2 separate regions of the Oryctolagus cuniculus genome follow, and region 2 is linked to region 1. The links are chromatin contacts, called in public Hi-C maps. All regions are on one chromosome and are shown on one strand. The core of a region is the stretch at or near the end of the contact, and the rest is flanking DNA. Distances in the headings are between cores, read along the strand shown. Region 1 holds the start of LOC103348532 (collagen alpha-1(I) chain). Region 2 overlaps CMIP (c-Maf inducing protein).

Region 1 (3,543 bases), core at 388-2,887:
AGATGCGGGCTCGGGAGTCGGAGAACCCTCGGCAGAATCCTGCCCGGCTGAGTGAGCCTGGGCAAGTCACCTAGCCTCGCCGGCAGGATGACAACACATGTCACAGGGCGGCAGGCAGGCAGGCAAGGTCCTTAGCATATAGGAAGTCTCCAGCCACTGCGGCTGTTACAGTAATAACCATCACAGCCCCGCTTCTGGTGAGCCACCAGCAGACAGCAGGAGCTCAAAGATCTGAACAAATGACCCAACCCCACCCCTGACGGACGGGGGACTTCTCGACACAACCACCCCCTACACCCACATCTGTATCACCAGGTGGGGCCTCGGCCTCCCTTCCTTCTTCAGTGGTTTTCTCAAGCTCAGAACTTGAAGGAAACACCAGCCAGTCGTGGGGACATACCAGAATTTCTAGTTTTCTAACCAGAGCCTTCCCAGGGGGCACCAGGAACAGCTTGGGCCACTCCCGGGGCGGCCTGCAAGCGCTTTGTCCGCGGTGGAATGAAGGGTGGGATCTGCCTTCCACCCGCTGCCCCGCAGCCCCTTGCCAGGTGGTCTGTTCTGGGGTCATTCGCCACGCCACGCAACACGGCCCGCACACACGCACGTGCTCACACAGGCACCTGCAGGGGGCCCGCCGCGGGGGCGTGCTGGGGTAAGGAAGCTGCCGGGTGGCCCTGGTGGTCGCTCGCTCGCGTCCAGGTTGGCGTCGGCGAACTGTGGTTCATCTCGCAGAGTCCAGTCCTGGGCTGGCGCGGGGTCCGGGGTCCGGGGTCCGGGGCGGGAGGTTGGGGGAGGGGCGGCTGGGAAGCTCTGGGGCGGGGGTGACGCTTTGTTATCAGGGCTCCTCAAGGGGGTTCTGTTTCTAGGGGCAGAAGCAAGTCTGGGAGCCCGCCCCCACCCCCGAAGCCAGGGCCCACGGCCGGGCGCTGCGGGGCACAGTCTGAATTCGAGGACATCGCACTGTCTTCTGGCGCCGCTAGCCCACGCAGGGGCGTCGGGGGTCCCGCGGCGCGGCCCAGCCCCTCCCCAGCTGCCCAGCCCAGGGCCCGGGCCCACAGTCACCACCCGGCCGTCTCCGCAGCCGCCGCGACCCCTCCGGCCCCGGCTCCCGCCTGGGCACCGGCGGGGGCGCGGCTGCCGTGACGTCACGCGCCCCGCCCCCGCGGCCCCCGCCCACTCCCCCACATTCCGGGCGGGGCGGGTCTGGCCGGTCGGGGCGCGCCCGCCCCGGCCCCCTCCCCAGGGGCCGCCCCTGCCGTCGGGCCGCGGCCGCCCCCAGCCCGTCCCCGCCCGGGCCCGCCGACTCCGCCCGCGAGCGGCCGAAGCCGCGGCGGCCGCGCCGTTGCCGCCATTGACGTCAGAGGGGCGGGCACATGACCCCGCGGGGACCAATCGCGCGGGCGCCGCGGCTCCCGCAATCGCCCCGGTAGCGCGGCCCGCGGCCCCCGCCCGCAGACGCCCTCGCCGGACGGACGCGAGGACCCTCGCGCCGTCCCCACGCGCGGCGGCGCGGGGCCCCCCGAGACACGCCCGCGGCCCGCCCGCCGCCCCCGCCCCCGCCCCGCGCCCGCCCTCGGCCCTCCCCCTGCCCGCTCCTCCCCGCGCCGCCCGCCGAGCCCGGTCCAGCGCGGCGAGCATGCACCCGACGAGCTAGGAGGAAGCCGGCAGCCCCGCAGGAAGCGCCGAGCGCCGGCCCAGCCCGCCGGACGCGCCGCCCCCCGCCCCCCCCGCCGCGGGCAGCGCCCCCTCCTCTGCGGGCGCCCCCAGCCCCACACCCCCCCACCTTCCCGGGGGGTGGGGGGGTGCGGGCCGCCGGATCCGGGGGCCCCGCCGCCCCAGAAGCCCAGGACAGCCCCCCAGGCCCGGCGCGGCCATGGATCTGACGAGCAGCTCGGGCGGCGGCGGCGACCCCCGGCAGATCGAGGAGACCAAGCCGCTGCTGGGGGGCGACGTGTCGGCCCCCGAGGGCACGAAGATGGGCGCCGTGCCGTGCCGCCGGGCCCTGCTGCTGTGCAACGGCATGAGGTACAAACTGCTGCAGGAGGGCGACATCCAGGTCTGTGTCATCCGGCACCCGCGGACCTTTCTCAGCAAGATCCTCACCTCGAAATTCCTGAGGCGCTGGGAGCCGCACCACCTAACGCTGGCCGACAACAGCCTGGCGTCCGCCACGGTGAGTCGCCCGCGCCGCGCCGCCCGCGCCGCCCTGAGGGGCCGGGGCGCCCCCCGCGCGGCACCCGGGGCCCCGGGCCTGTGTGGCGGCCGCGGGGGCGCCCCGCTGCCGGCTTCGCGGACTCCGAGGCCCGGCGCGGGGTCCCGGCCCGGGCCGGGTGCCTGGGGACCGCCTGCCCGCGGCGGCCGCGTCCCTGACGGTCGGGACCGTGGGATCGACCCGGGGCCGGGCCCTGAGGGCGGCGGGGGTTCCCTTTCTGGCAGCCGGTGGCGCGTCTGGCTCCGAGCTGCAGGGAAACAACAAAACACAGCCAGTGGGCGAAAGAAAAAAAAAATGGAAACCTCAAAACCCCCAAACCCAGACGATTTCCAGAAGCCAGCTTCTTTCTTTGCCTTGCGCGTCCTTTATTCTTTTCTGCGGCCCTGGCTGGCGGGCGACACCGGGCGCCCCCGGTCCTGAGGTTCTCCCCGGCACGGTGGGAGGGTGGGAGGGTGCAGACGGAGGGCTGAGGGCCGGGGTCCCGGAGCGCCCCCGGCCCGGGGGGGCGGACGCGGGTCCGACCCGTGAGCGCGTGCGTGCGTCGTGTGTTTTGTTGCCGGAGGCTTCATGTTGTTTTTGATTGACTGTATGGCCGGGACTGGGTCAGCTGGCAGAGGTGGAGACCGGAAACCATTGATCTGTTTCTGAAATCAAGTCCGCAAATGGTGGCCTCCTTCCTACGTGGAGAGACAGCTGTGGTGGGGTCGAGGGCGGTGGGGGTGGGGGTGGCGGGCAGGAGCCTGAACGGGATGCTTTGTGTTTTGAAACAAGGACAGTTTCAAATACCAGCTGGGCTGGGGCTGGGGCTTGGCCCTGAGCCTGCCAGTGGGGGTCCCATCCTCTTTGGGGAGGGGGCTGGGTCTTCCTGGGAAGGCTCGCGACACCCCCCACGGTGAACCTGTTTACTAAGCCCAGTGGGAGGGGGCAGAATCCTCCACCGCCTGCCCACACCTGTGCCAAGAAAACCCAGCCAGGAAACAGGGTATCGCTTTACACGGCATGTCACAAGCGTGTAGCGTGTGGAGACACTTCCCCGGCATCCATGTTCCCTTGGCGGTGTGTCACAGGCCGTGACACATGCTGCAAGGAATGGGGAGGGGGGAAAAGTTAGTTGCGGAATCCTACTCCTCGCTCCCAGCTCTCCCTGAGCCCCGATGCAGTGAGGCACCCGAAGACTTTTAATCTGAATTTTGAGCCCGAGGTACTCCGAGCCCTCGTTTTTCTTTTCCTGGGCGCGTTGGTGCTGTGTCTGTCTGCAAGGACTCCTTGCTCAGGGAGCTCGCGGGCGTTCCGGGCTCAGGCTGGTGCATGTTCTTAAACCTGACCGAGCC
Region 2 (3,578 bases), core at 628-3,127, 50 kb after region 1:
CTGGCTGGTGCTCCTGCAAAGCTCTGCCGGAGGCATGGGGCTCCTCTCTGTTCGTGGGCTTGAGCCGCACAGGGCCTTACGGCACAGCTGGCTTTGAGAAGTCGCAGTAATAGCTTACACTGCTGGTGGCACCCTGGCCTCAGCAGCCTGGCTCTCTGTGGGTGTCCAGGCCTTGACAGCTGAGGTCTTGTTCTTTTGAAAGCCCCCGGGACTCCAGGTGCGCTTGTGAGGCCAGGTTTCTCAGTCGACATGGAAGGCTGGAGAGGTTGGGCCCCACTGTGGAGCTACCTGGCTCATGCTGCTGCAGTGTGACCCCCATGGGGACCCTGGGGGCACGTGGAAGACTCTTGCTCCTGCTGCTCCAGCCCCGGCTCATGCAGGGAGTGGGTACACTGCGCTGTGAGGCGTCTCGGAGGCAGCGTCTGCACCCTCTCCACTGCTTCCCTTGTTTTATTTCTTTCTGGGCACCAAGGTTTGGTTTCCTTTTCATTGCCATTTTTTCATTCACTCATGCTCGCATGTGCTAGTTGAATGAGTCTTGGCAGCCGAGAGGCGAGATGCCAGTGTCGCCCATGGCTGGGCTGGCATGCAATGCCCACCAGCAGGTCTCTGGGGAGACCTCTGATTTCTCAGCGCTCTGTTTCCTCGTCTGCATGTTTGAGGGTGATTCTCCCTCCAGGGCCACTCAAGGGTTAAATGAGATAACGTCTGGGGAGCCCTGCACAGGACTGGTCTGTGGATGGTCCTTGTGTGTATCCACGTCGCTCCTTCAGTCACCCTCTCTCCCTCTTTCCTTCCTTCCTATCAGACTTCCTGTGTGGGGAGCAGTGCCAGGGGCTGGGTGCGGGGTTGAGTCAGACGAGCCTCTTCCCCCAGGCTGCCTGGCCAAGGTTTTCATGCCCTGCACTCACAGTCTCCCTGGGTTGCCCCAGCTCTGCAGGGGTCACTCTGCCTCTGGTCACACCCTGATTCGCTTTGAGTTAGGGCTTCCACTCAGTTCATGTCCACATGCACACACTTTGCCATAACACACCTGTCTGTGTTTGCACAGCCTACACATACACATACGTGTTCACATGCCCAGCTAGCCCACGGGCGAAGGTCTTAGTCCCTGGCACGCACATGGTGGCTGCACAGCACACACAATTGCAAAGACGCAGATGCATGTCACTTGCACTCGTGGCCCAGGCTTCCTGCCCCTGCGTGTGGACGCCCTCCTTTAGTCTCTTACCACAGGCAGGCAGCGGGGCCCTGTTTCCTGGGGGCCAAGCTAAGTGCTTTACAGTCTCTGTAACCCCCTAACAGCACTGGGTAGTTTTTACTAGCCATGTTTTAACAGATGAGGAAGCTGAAGTATAAGGAAGTTGAGTCGCTTGCTCAAGGTCCTGGGCTAGCACAGGGAAGGGCCAGGGTTCCTTCCCGGTGTGGCTCCAGTCCAGGCTCCTGACCTTGACACAGTGCCATTTGCCCATGAAGATGCACGTACTTGTAAACATGTATGGGCATGGCCTGACACACCTCACACAGACACACACAGAATGCTTGATCTCAAGGTCATGGAGGTACACACCTCACATGCATCCCTGGAGAGATGCCTGGCACATGCGCTTGGGAACATACTTATCTCCTGATACACAGGCCCATACTCATATGTGCCCCAGGCCTTGCCTCAACCTCCGGCTCCCTTTCAGAGTTCCTTCTAGATTGTTCTCTGTTTTCTCCTACTCAGGGAGGGAAGTGATTCTGCAGGTTTGGACTTGCCCACCCTGCTCACCAAGACTCACCCTCTCCCCGGCTGGTGACCTCAGCGTGGGAAGCAGCCCTGACCAGGCTGGTCCTCACCTCGCCTCACCTCCATGTCTGCCTGCCCAGTGCCCGCTGGCTCTTTCCTGGGCCAGAGTCTGCACTTGGCTTCCTTCTCATCCAGCATCTTGGCTGGCCCGGGACCCCGGCCCCTACGGATACCCTCCAAGGGTCACTATCCATGGTGGATGGGGCTGGGCACATGGCCTTGTCTCAGGAGCAGAAAGCGATGCCCGTGAGGTGGTGGTGGGAAGCTTGCACCTCCTGCCAGTCGCTTGTGTCCTGGTAGCCCTCTGTGCCCGCCGCCTCCCTTCCAGCCCGCCCAGCCCAGGGCAGCCCGGCAGCCACACTTGCCGCCGCCTGTTGATGTCAGAGTCGAGTCCGGGCCTGCCAGTCCGGTGACTCTTCTATTTTGGCCATGTCGGAAGCATCCAGATTCCTGTGCCCTGGCGGTCCTTGGCTTTACCTGCCTGTTCTCTCTTGCTGAAGCCTTCCCAGCCTCCAGGGAGGCCTGGGTCTTCTGCAGCCCCCCTTCTTCTCTGCTTCTCGCCTGTCCTCCCTGCAGCCCCGACCCCTTGGAGCTGCCCTCAGTGCTGTTTCCCTGAGCACTGTTGGATTTGAGGCCATGGGCTGTGATCTGACTTTTCTCTTGGTGAATTTCGATTCTCATCAGAAGGTCCTTCCTTCCTCCATTCCTCCCTCCCCTCCCTTGGGCCAAGCCCTGAGCGTGAGCTTCTTTGAAGGCCCCACAAAGGAACGGAACAAACGAAGGAAAACTCCAGGGCGTGAGAAATCTGAGGGTTGCGCAGGTGCCCTCTGCCAGTTGGTCAGAAAGTTTTTACCAGAAAATCTGGTGGTTACCCTTTGGAAAACAAGCAGAGGAGACCACTTCCTGCTGCTCCCAGGAGCCTCTGCAGCGCCGAGCTTTCTAAGAGCTACCAAAACCCCGAACCTGCACACAAAGCCCTCCGTTTTCCTGAAGAGCTGGGCATTGGCATCGGTGGAGTCGCACCACTTGGAAGGCCCAGTGGGGCTGAAGATTGCACTTCGTTCTTGTCTCGCAAAGGGATTTCTGAGCTCGAGTAATCTGGCAGGACACGAGAAGGGGAACTTCAGGCTGTGACGCACAGGCTGCCGATGCCCTTCCTGTTTTGGGGCCAGGGCCTCCTGGTTTGCATGTGCCCCGCAGCCCAGGGGACCCGAGCATCCCCTTTGAGTCAGCCGCTCGGGTCCCAGGGGAGCTCTGGCAGTGTCCCTGGCCATGTGTGCACCAGGACTCTCTGCTTCTGTCATGTGACGTGCGTCCTCTTTTTCTGAATGGGGAGAAGGGGCTGCGGCTGGTGACGTCTGCCGGGCCCAGGCTGGGTAGGTATGGATGGCTCCAAGTCTCGGGTCTGAACCTGCTTAAAGGGCAGGCTCCCAAAGTCTCTTGAAGCATTAGCGACCAGAGAGCTCCCTGGCAGGGGCTGCAGGAGGACTTTGTCATTCAGTAAACACACATGCAGCACCTACTGTTTGCTTGGCCCTCTTGTCATCCTTTTAGCCATTAAATGGTATAAGCTCATGTGAGGCAGCTGCTGCCTAGCTCCATTGTACAGGTGAAGAAACTGAGGCCAGAGAGGTTAAGTAACTCCCCCAGATGGCGGGGCTGGACTTCAGGCCTCATCTGGCTCCCACGGAGCTGCACTGCTCTCTTGGTAGGAATGATGGGATACTGCTGGGTGGCTGTTTGTCCCGTTTGGCCTGGGACAGCCCCACTTTGCATCTGTAGTGCT

The links. Hi-C and Micro-C count contacts between places; a contact is called where the count stands out from the background.
Region 2: a Hi-C map of an unstated tissue shows a contact between it and region 1, with 3 times the contacts expected there. The contact joins the enhancer-like site here to the promoter of LOC103348532 in region 1. A contact is called at or near these places in 2 of 6 Hi-C or Micro-C datasets (psoas muscle and an unstated tissue).

Annotation. Positions count from the first base shown.
Region 1 is chr18:63,576,119-63,579,661 of mOryCun1.1, forward strand. It overlaps LOC103348532 (collagen alpha-1(I) chain), which reads right to left and starts at 1,638. Exons shown (of 3, transcript XM_070062559.1): 1 at 621-1,638. The coding sequence starts at 1,638. CMIP (c-Maf inducing protein) reads left to right here and starts at 1,565. Exons shown (of 21, transcript XM_051847041.2): 1 at 1,565-2,173. The coding sequence starts at 1,874.
Region 2 is chr18:63,625,739-63,629,316 of mOryCun1.1, forward strand. All of the region lies in intron 1 of CMIP (c-Maf inducing protein), which reads left to right. Among named protein-coding and RNA genes, the nearest start is that of CMIP, 50 kb to the left of the region's middle. Within about 2 kb of position 1,878, at least 3 of the 8 cell types and tissues checked have an H3K27ac peak or open chromatin away from gene starts, as enhancers often do.